2 separate regions of the Bombyx mori genome follow, and region 2 is linked to region 1. Evidence: chromatin contacts called from public Hi-C data. All regions are on one chromosome and are shown on one strand. The core of a region is the stretch at or near the end of the contact, and the rest is flanking DNA. Distances in the headings are between cores, read along the strand shown.

Region 1 (4,831 bases), core at 1,634-4,133:
TAATTTTAATTGACTCCGACTATGTTGATGATATTCTCTCGTTTTTTTTTGTTCAAGTTGGGTTTTCGTTTGGTTAAAGTTCTGTATTAGTCATATACCTACATTTTTCCCAATCGTAACAATAGTATTTCCTTGTAAATCGCACGTGTTTCCCAGTAGGTTAAAGACGAATCGCATGCGGTTAGTTAAATGGTGTCATCGGCAAGTCACTGTCGTTTGTGACGAATCGAATTGTCAATCGTCGTACCTACAAAATGCAATGGTGCTTAGTTGATAAGCCGACTAGTGTGATTCCACTAATGCTATCGTGCCAACTGCAGGCTCGGCCGTTGCACAAACTGGGCCCCTAGTTTTGTTACTAAACTTTTTATCGGTCACGCAAAGATGAGCCTTTAGTGCTTTCGTGCTAATAATACTGAAGCTTAAAGAATTCCGTACAGAGTGATGTGGCTACGAAAGGGTCCAAGTTAATATGTACTTATACGTACCCACGTATATTCGATTTCTCGAAGGATAAATAATATCAATATGATAGAAATATAATAAATCCAAAAAAAATAAAAATACGTAACATATTACATAAAGGCACATCATATTACCTATACTCGTAATATCGAGTATATGTATAATAAACCAATCAGGAACGATATTCTTAACCCGATACCGCATACCGGTGCTATCTATCAAACACGATCTGTCAACAGTGAGGCGGCACGGAAACGAAGCCATTGGTAACAAAGCGAGGTCAATACACAATCACGGCAGTTTTGCCAATTCGCATGTGACGTTTGGTTTTTTTTAAATTATTCATCGCATACACGTGCCGTGAGCCGTAGAAGATCTTCGTAAGATTTGTAAATGGTGACGTGTTTGTAATTGGTGTTGTTTATAAATTCAGCGGTAGATAGCGACTTGGTTACGTCCCTGGCATTGCTGAAGTCCATTCGCAACCATTCGCTATGAGACGTCAAATAAAGTAACTTAAAAACTCAAAAAAAAAACACGTTTAAATTGCAAACCATACTCCGTACTTGGTGTCATTGGTTTGGTTCATAAACTTAATGGTTGACAGCGACTTGTTTACGTCCCTGGCATTGCTGAATTTCATGAGCAACCATTCACTATGAGACGTTAAAAAAAGTAATTTGAAAACTAAAGAAAAAACACGTTTAAGTTGCAAACCATACTCCGTACTTGTTGTCATTGGTTTGGTTCATAAACTTAATGGTAGACAGCGACTTAGTTATGTCCCTTGCATTGTTGAAGTCCATTCGCTATGAGACGTCAAAAAATCACGTTTAATTTGTAAACTGTACATATATTTCATCATTTTTTTATCTTGTTATAGTCCTGACCATTGGTTGGTGGATAATTAGAGTCAAGCCATTGATGGGTTTTTTAATACATCAATAAGTCAAGCTATAAAATTAATTCAATTTCAATTATAATAATTTCAAATTAAATTCAATTAATTAATTATTAAATTTCTAATAAATAATTAATTAATTAATTAAAAATTCAAATTCATTTTCGAGTTAAAATTCAATTATAATAAATTCCAATCTCGGAGCGCCACAATTTCTCTATGAAAATATGTTTTCCGTGCTTACCAACGACTTCTATTCAATTATGTCCATATGTACCGTATTTAAGCACTTTAGTTTGATTTAAAACTTAATTTGTAGGATATCTACCTTAGAGTATACATAAGCATAGTTTATGTATACTCTAAGGTAATATCTACACTCTAAAATATCTCTAAAATATCTACACTCTACTTACTATATATATATTTTTTTTTTTTTTTTTTTATTGCCCTTGTAGGCAGACGAGCATACGGCCCACCTGATGGTGAGTGGTTACCGTCGCCCATGGACTTCAGCAATGCCAGGGGCAGAGCCAAGCCGCTGCCTACCGTTTAATACTCTCCACAAGCCTCGTTTGAAGAAGGACATGTCATAGCGCTCGGGAAACACCGTGGAGGGGAGCTCATTCCATAGCCGGATGGTACGTGGCAAAAAAGATCTCTGGAAACGCACTGTGGATGACCGCAGTGGCTCCAGGTAGTATGGATGAACTCTACTCCGGTGGCGGGCGGTGCGATGGTAAAAACGAGATGCCGGTATCATCTCGAACAATTCCTCAGAGCACTCCCCATGGAACATACGGTACAAAATACAGAGGGAACCGAAGTCCCTCCGCAGATATACATATACATATATACATATGTATATTCATCTACATATAAATTACGACAAGAATACATTTGTTATTTCACACAAAGTATAAAGAACTGCGGAATCTATATATTAATACGTGAAACAAAAACTTTGTATCCCTTTTTACGAAATTTGCGCTGACGGAGGAGTATGAAATTTTCCACACTTATAGAGAACATAAAGAAGAAGTGCACAATGCTAAGATTGTTTTTAAATAATGCATAAAAGATACATTAAATCAATAAAGAAAACATTACACACACTACCGTGTATTTGACACACACATGCATACTATTTATTTATTGTCAAACTTTTGTTCTTGACGTCTGTGGTCAAACAGAGAATAGATTAAGTACTGTTTGTCTTTATTAATATTTTTATAGTGTAGTCTTGGCGTTGAAAATACAATCATAATAGTGTACAAACTTACAATTCCAATAAATTATAGTCGAATTTCGACTACTGCGGGTCCTCTAGTACAATTAGAAAAGTCTTCAAGAAATAATAGGATATTAGTTTTTTTTTTTTTTTTTAATGAAACTCGTTACGATTGCAATGTAAATCCAGTTTGAAGCGTTCAAATTGATTACATATACTCGTACTAGTACACAGCAACAGCGATAAATTAATTAGAATGTAGACTGTTTGTTTCATCACAATGTATTCGCCGTGTGCTGCCAACGAAACTTATCTACTGCGTTTTAATTTTAGGTACTTTTTATACATATCTTCAGCGCGTTAGCCTAGTCGTTGCTTTGAAGTCATTGTGACAAACATTAACAGCAAAATTAATTGCTGGTTTTATTTAGTAGAATTTAAAGTCTTTAGAGTTCGGCGGCCACCAGACAACCTTGAAAAATTGACTGTGGTGGGAAGGTGGTAGATTCTGCGAAGCACGACTCTTGCTAGGGTTCGTGTTAGCATCGTCGTCAGGTTTGAGCCCCGTGAGCTCACCTACTAGTTAAGGTTACGTTGGAGTAGCCTCTCTAGACTACCAGCTTAGGTAGGAAAAAAAAAAGGTTCATTAAACTTAAATATTTATAAGGGTTCATCAATCACTGAACAGGCCAATGTTGTCTGGCAATTGATGATTCTGAAAAGGTACGTGTGGCTTTTTTTTTTCCATTTTTTTTTGCCGGTTCACTGCTTTCCAGTAACCACAATCGTCACACGTTCCAACCTCAGGCGTTATATTTCGAGATTGGTAAGAGAGTGAGGGAATCTATACCAAAAAAATATTTTTATTAACAAAAGTAAGGGCAAGTTAAATGGTAATTGTTAGAAATGGAAAGGATGAAGTTAGTAAAAAGGTTCCCCTTTTTTGCGTCTTACTACGGAACACCAAAAATAATTTAATACTTTTACAAATATCTTATACCTTTAAACGAGCAATTCTTGTATATTAATATATATGTATATGATCTGAATCTCGGAAACGGCTCCAACGATTTTCATAAAATTTAGTATACAGGGGATTTCGGAGGCGATAAATCGATCTAGCTACGATTTATTTTCAGAAAATGTTGTTTTACTCGTGTTTTCAATAATCAACTCTTCCCGACATCTATTGGCGAATAGTAATACTATTTTTCTTAATTGAGGGCAACTAACCGCTTTAAAGACAACAAGATGGCGTTATCAAAAAAAAACCGAGCAAAGCTCGGTCATCATCTAGTAATATATTTTACTAGCATTTAATTTTATCCCTTGGATCGCATCGCATCAGTTATGGCAACAAGCGGACTCTTTCAGACGTCCTCATGTACGAGAGTAGCAGTGTGAATGTCACTCAATTCATCAAGGTAATTACGGTCAATTGCAGCGGTTTACATACATATTATTATATTACATTATCGATCTTACTCTATAACTAACTTATTAACGAAAATAAAAATACTTTTTCCTATATAATATGTTATGTATATAAAGTACTGCTAAGAAACATTAAAAAAAAAACACTGAGTGTATGTGTCAGGTAGTCACTTTGAATTGTACTTCGTATGATTTATCAGTATTGTAAGTAAAATAAAAATAAACATAAAAAAAATTATGATCGCAAATCACTAAATTGTAATGATAAATTAACCAGTCAACGACAGGGTTTTCCCTAGAGAAAAACAAAGTTTAATTGCCGTTAGTAAACATAAAAGATAACTGTAATTTTACTTCCTCGTACTTATACTATAATAAGGTAAATGTGAAAGTTTGTGATGGTGTTTGGGTGTTTGTCAAAGTTTAAGTTAAATATGAATATTTTAAATGTATTTGTTCTAAAGCCATCTGTGTTTTTGTGATACTATCCACTGATATTCACTGAAAACGAAACTTTGCTTACTATACTGATTTATTTCAAGAACAATTATTGTTAACCATTTATAAATCGCCGGGTTCAACACGGAAATATTATCTGGGCCTGCCATTCCCACGGCCAGCTATACGTATGTACATTGGCTGTGCGAGAGTATCAAGTGCTCAAAAGTTGCACGTATTAACTCAAAATAATATGTGGATCGTACAATGTTGTGCACTGGTCTGCATTGTATTGCAATAAATTCTCCCCTTCACTGCGATGTGGGCAACATCAGACAGTTTATATTATGTCGCGTTTTCAA
Region 2 (4,831 bases), core at 950-3,449, 34 kb before region 1:
CGTTAGATACGAATACAACGGACGTCTTATCCTTTAGGCCACGACGACTACAAAATTACAAATTTAAATTAAATGTAGTTACTTAATAAACTACAAAATTAATTTGTTAAATTTATTTGACATGTGAACCATAGTTTTTTTCACGTTTTTCTCGGAACATTCGAACAAAATCGATACATCACGAAGTCCTTTACGGTTAGGCGTGCGCGCGTCTCGACTACCGCTATGTACATTTACATTTTAGGTGAAGGTGAACCGGACGTAACCGTAAGCAATAATGCTTTTAAAGTACTCGCATTAAGATTGAATATTCTGTGCACGTTGTTACGAAAGAAAGTGTTCATGATTTGATCTCGTCAGAAATTACAGCTAACTCTCGTTTTGTAAGTTTCGAGTGCTGTGTACGGAGAATGGTAAGCTCTAGACGCTTCCCGGGTGAAACTTTATATATTGGAGATTTTTATTCGCATAGCAAATATCTATATATTAATACGTGAAGCAAAAACTTTGTATCCCTTTTTACGAAAATTGCGCGGACGGAGGAGTATGAAATTTCCCACACTTATAGAGAATATAGAGAAGAAATGCACAATGCTAATATTTTTTTTAAATAATGCATAAAAGATACATTAAATCAATAAAGAAAACATTACACACACTACCATGTATTTGACACACACACGCATGCATACCTACTATTTATTTATTTTCAAACTTTTGTTCTTGACGTCTGTGGTCAAATTGAGAATAGATTAAATATTGTTTGTCTTTATTATTATTTTTTATAGTGTTACCTTGGCGAAATCTGTGAATAAAGAAGTATAATAGTCTGACAATAGAATCATAATAGTGTACAAACTTACAATTCCAATTAATTATAGTCGAATTTCGACTACTGCGGGACCTCTAGTAATTATAAAATCATTACGTCCTTTGGGCAAGCGATCTTACAGAATATTCTTATTCGGCAAGGGATCTTACAGAAAATTATTTCTGGGTTTTTATTGCGAATAAATCTGAACTAGCTCACTGCCTACTTGGTGTTGAGTGGCTACCGGAGCCCATAAGTATTAAAACTTTGAGGCGTATGGTCTAAGTCTGAATTGTATTGTTAAACGGGTGTCCCACCCTTCGAAGCAGAACAGCCGACGGTTTCGCAATTATGCAGGCTTATGATAACACCCAGTATAGGTACCGGCGACTTCTTCATGAAATAATTGCACAAAAATATGGACGCACACCTTAAAATATCTAGTGGTTGGTATTTGTTTACATTTTATTATGAGATTAACGCCACTGAACTTCAAAGCGAACTGTATAATAACAGAAATGAGCGTGACGTTGGTATAATTCAGCACACAACGGAACGATAGCAACCGGTCTCTTCGCGTGTACTGCTAAAACTCACTCACATTGAGACGATAGAATATCTTCTTTTTTTTTCTATTAAATTAGTAACCTTACAGGGTTATGCCAACGTAACTGAGCAAGTAGGTGAGGTCACGGCTATAACCTGGTGACAATACTACCACTAGCTCGAGCAAAAGCAATGCTTCGCAGAATCTACCACCGGATCGGAAACGCAACCCATTGAGAAGATCCGGCGAGAAACTCAGTGGGCTGTGTCTGTGGGTTAATTTATTCGTCAAACCCTTCGTCGCAAACGACGGGTTCGACGTAAACGGTGACCGGTGCTTGTGGTACCTAAAAGCACAGTTAATGGATCCGGATAATCCGAAATACGTGCTTAGGGCGACGTCGTCTGCTTACCATTCGGTTCGCAGGATCGGGTATGTATTATTAGAGGTAGGATTAGAATTAGAATTTACTGGTGGTAGGACCTCTTGCGAGTCCGCGCGGGTAGGTACCACCTATGCGTGGTAATGCGTTTCGGTTTGAAGGGTGGGGAAGCCGTTGTAACTAAAATGAGAACTCAAGGTGGGTAGCGCATTTACGTTGTAGATGTCTATGGGCTCCGGTAATCACTTAACACCAGGTGGGCTGTGAGCCCGTTCACCCATTTAAGCGATAAAAAATTCAGAATATCAGTAACAATTCAACATCAAATTAAAAATTCTCGCCTATAGATTGCTTATTTTAATTAATCAAAATAGATATTATTATCTGGTATGTGTTCACGATCGACTTCAACGATGAAGGTATGACGTGTCTTGTAATAAAACAAAACGCACGTGTGTTATGATAGGTCGGTCGTATCGCAAACATACTCGGATTTCTATGGATTGTTTTTTTTATACGCGAAGTAATAATACTCGTGTGCACAAATGGCGCGTTATGAGCTTCTTCGAATACAACATGTAGTCTCCCAGACATGAATAACAGAAGCTCATAATTTTGGATCGCATAGAAGGCAAGCGCGCCGTCGTCAAACCAGATAGGTGGTCAGATCTGGTTAAGAAAGCGGTCCATGGCTACTATGACCGAACACTATGGAGGAGCGTCACATGTGGTCGCAATCCTCAGCAGTGAGGGAACGATGATGAAGTACAAATGGCACGGATTGTTCCGATAAATTTGAGACTTCGAAGTCGGAGGCAAGGCCGTTTTTTTTTTATTGTTTAGATGGGTGGACGAGCTCACAGCCCGCCTGGTGTTAAGTGGTTACTGGAGCCCATAGTCATATACAACGTAAATGCGCCACCTGCCTTGAGATATAAGTTCTAAGGTCTCAAGTATAGCTACAACGGCTGCCCCACCCTTCAAACCGAAACGCATTACGGTTTTACGGCAGAAATAGGCAGGGCGGTGGTATCTACCCGTGCGGACTCACAAGAGGTCCTACAACCAGTAATTACGCAAATTATAATTTTGCGGGTTTGATTTTTATTACACGATGCTATTCCTTCACCGTGGTGCACACGTTTTGCGGTTGTGGTGCTTGCTGGCCCCAGACACCGCATCGCCGTACCGGGTTAGTTAAATCTAGTCCTACTTTGTTTTTGCTGTCGGTACTGTGTCACTCATATGCCTTGTGGTCCCAAAATCGAAATTAAAGATTCAACTTCATTGAATATCCGCGAACAGACAAACGTTTTCTTCTTCTTTTTTCCACCTTATCCCACCAGGTGGGGTCGACACAGCGAATTTTTCTATTCCATTCTCTTTTATCAACCGTCATCTCAAAACTCATTCCTCTCTCTCTCTCTCTCATATCGTCATTCATATACTCCATCCACATGTCTTTTTCGGTTCCAGAAATTTCGGTAGGATTCCCTATAAGAGTAAATGGATTCTAAAAACAAAAATAAGCCGTTTGAAAGTAAATAAAAAGCATCAAAACTCTGTTTCGCTTTAGTTTATTATAAGGAATCTATTTTTTTTTTTCTACCGATGTTTATAGCCTTGAGGCTATTTCAGCTTCTCCTTGACGTGTAGGTGAGCTCAAGGGGCTCTAACCGGGAGTGTTGCTAACACTGACCCTAGTAAGAGCAGTGCTTCGTAGGATCTATCACAGGATCGGAAACGCGACCCACTGAGAAGATCCGGCAAGAAACTCAGTAGGCGGTGTCTATGGGTTAATTCACTCGTCGAACCCTTCGTCGCAAGTGACGGGTTCGGCGAGGACGAGGACCGGTGCTTGTGGTGCCTAAAATCACGGTTAATGGATCGGGAGGATCCGTAATGAAGCGTTTAGGGCGACATCGACTGTTTACCATTCGGTCAGCAAGATCGGGCATCGATATTATATCTATTTAGTACTATGAACGACCTACTAGGTACAACAGAGCCAGGGCTCAGTTTAGTAAATGAATATTTATTGTTTTCTGTCTGTCTACATTATTATAATAGTTCATTCCCGTTAAATAGGAGATTCAGGTCAAACCGTAACTTATAACTATAACTAGTATTTATGTAAACAACACCGATGAATGCCTATACACCTATGACATGTCGAGTTATCGGCGTTTTAAACAAATATCATTTTTAGTATTGCGACAAGAGTTCAATGATCTGATGATCATTATGACTCATAAAATATGTTCGCGATCAACTTCTGGTTTCACCGCAGGCCACCGTAACGGTAAACAATTGTAATATTGTGATTAACCGCTCGTACATTTATGACCTAAAAAACCTAAGTCTTCTGAAAACGTTTCATTTTTAAAATATGCTTTCATTAGATTCAGACGTATGTATGTTTGTAACGGAATCTTTGAACACGATTTTGACTCCCTTAACGTCGGATTAACTCGAAATTTGGTATACTTATTAAGGACCGACCTTTTTAACAATAAAATCATTTTTTGTTACACTATTTTTAATTCAAATTTATTAAAATTTATTTTCTATTTAAGCTATTGCATAGATTTTATCGCGGGCCTTGAGCGCGGCAACCGAATCATGAAATTCCGTAACGAAAAAAACCTCACACCCCTCACTCCGCCTACCATGTAGCTCGCGTTCAACACATTCACACGTTGCGCTTGTGTAGTGTTTGTGAATAAGCGCGTGGCGTGACGTCACACTGCATGCGCATCATGAAAAGTCTGCCCATCTCTCTCTCGCGCGGTCTAGCTTATGAGTATGAAGGGGACAGTTAAGGTTTTGCTTTTATTAATGTTTAATATAGCGTGGTCTTGTTTTATTTGTGTTTTAATATTAAATTAACATTGTTTAATTATAATTGCATAAGTTGATAAAAAATGCTATGCAATAGCTTTACAGTGGCAGTTCCCGAGTGCCACACGTTTTTAGTTAGATTTTCTATAAAAGCGTATTTTGTTAGTTTTTTTAAACTATTATTTATTCATTTGTGAATTTGTAATGTCAAGTTTTAAATGTGAATTCATAATACGGCTTTATTGCTTTC

The links. Hi-C and Micro-C count contacts between places; a contact is called where the count stands out from the background.
Region 2: a Hi-C map of whole pupa shows a contact between it and region 1, with 6 times the contacts expected there. The contact joins two enhancer-like sites. A contact is called at or near these places in 4 of 7 Hi-C or Micro-C datasets (midgut, an unstated tissue and whole pupa).

What each region holds. Positions count from the first base shown.
Region 1 is chr8:14,979,018-14,983,848 of ASM3026992v2, reverse strand. All of the region lies in intron 1 of LOC101738331 (amyloid protein-binding protein 2), which reads left to right. Among protein-coding and RNA genes, the nearest start is that of LOC778459, 32 kb to the right of the region's middle. Within about 2 kb of position 2,883, at least 5 of the 8 cell types and tissues checked have open chromatin away from gene starts, as enhancers often do.
Region 2 is chr8:15,012,794-15,017,624 of ASM3026992v2, reverse strand. The region is part of intron 1 of LOC101738331 (amyloid protein-binding protein 2); the gene reads left to right. Among protein-coding and RNA genes, the nearest start is that of LOC101738331, 9.9 kb to the left of the region's middle. Within about 2 kb of position 2,199, at least 1 of the 8 cell types and tissues checked has open chromatin away from gene starts, as enhancers often do.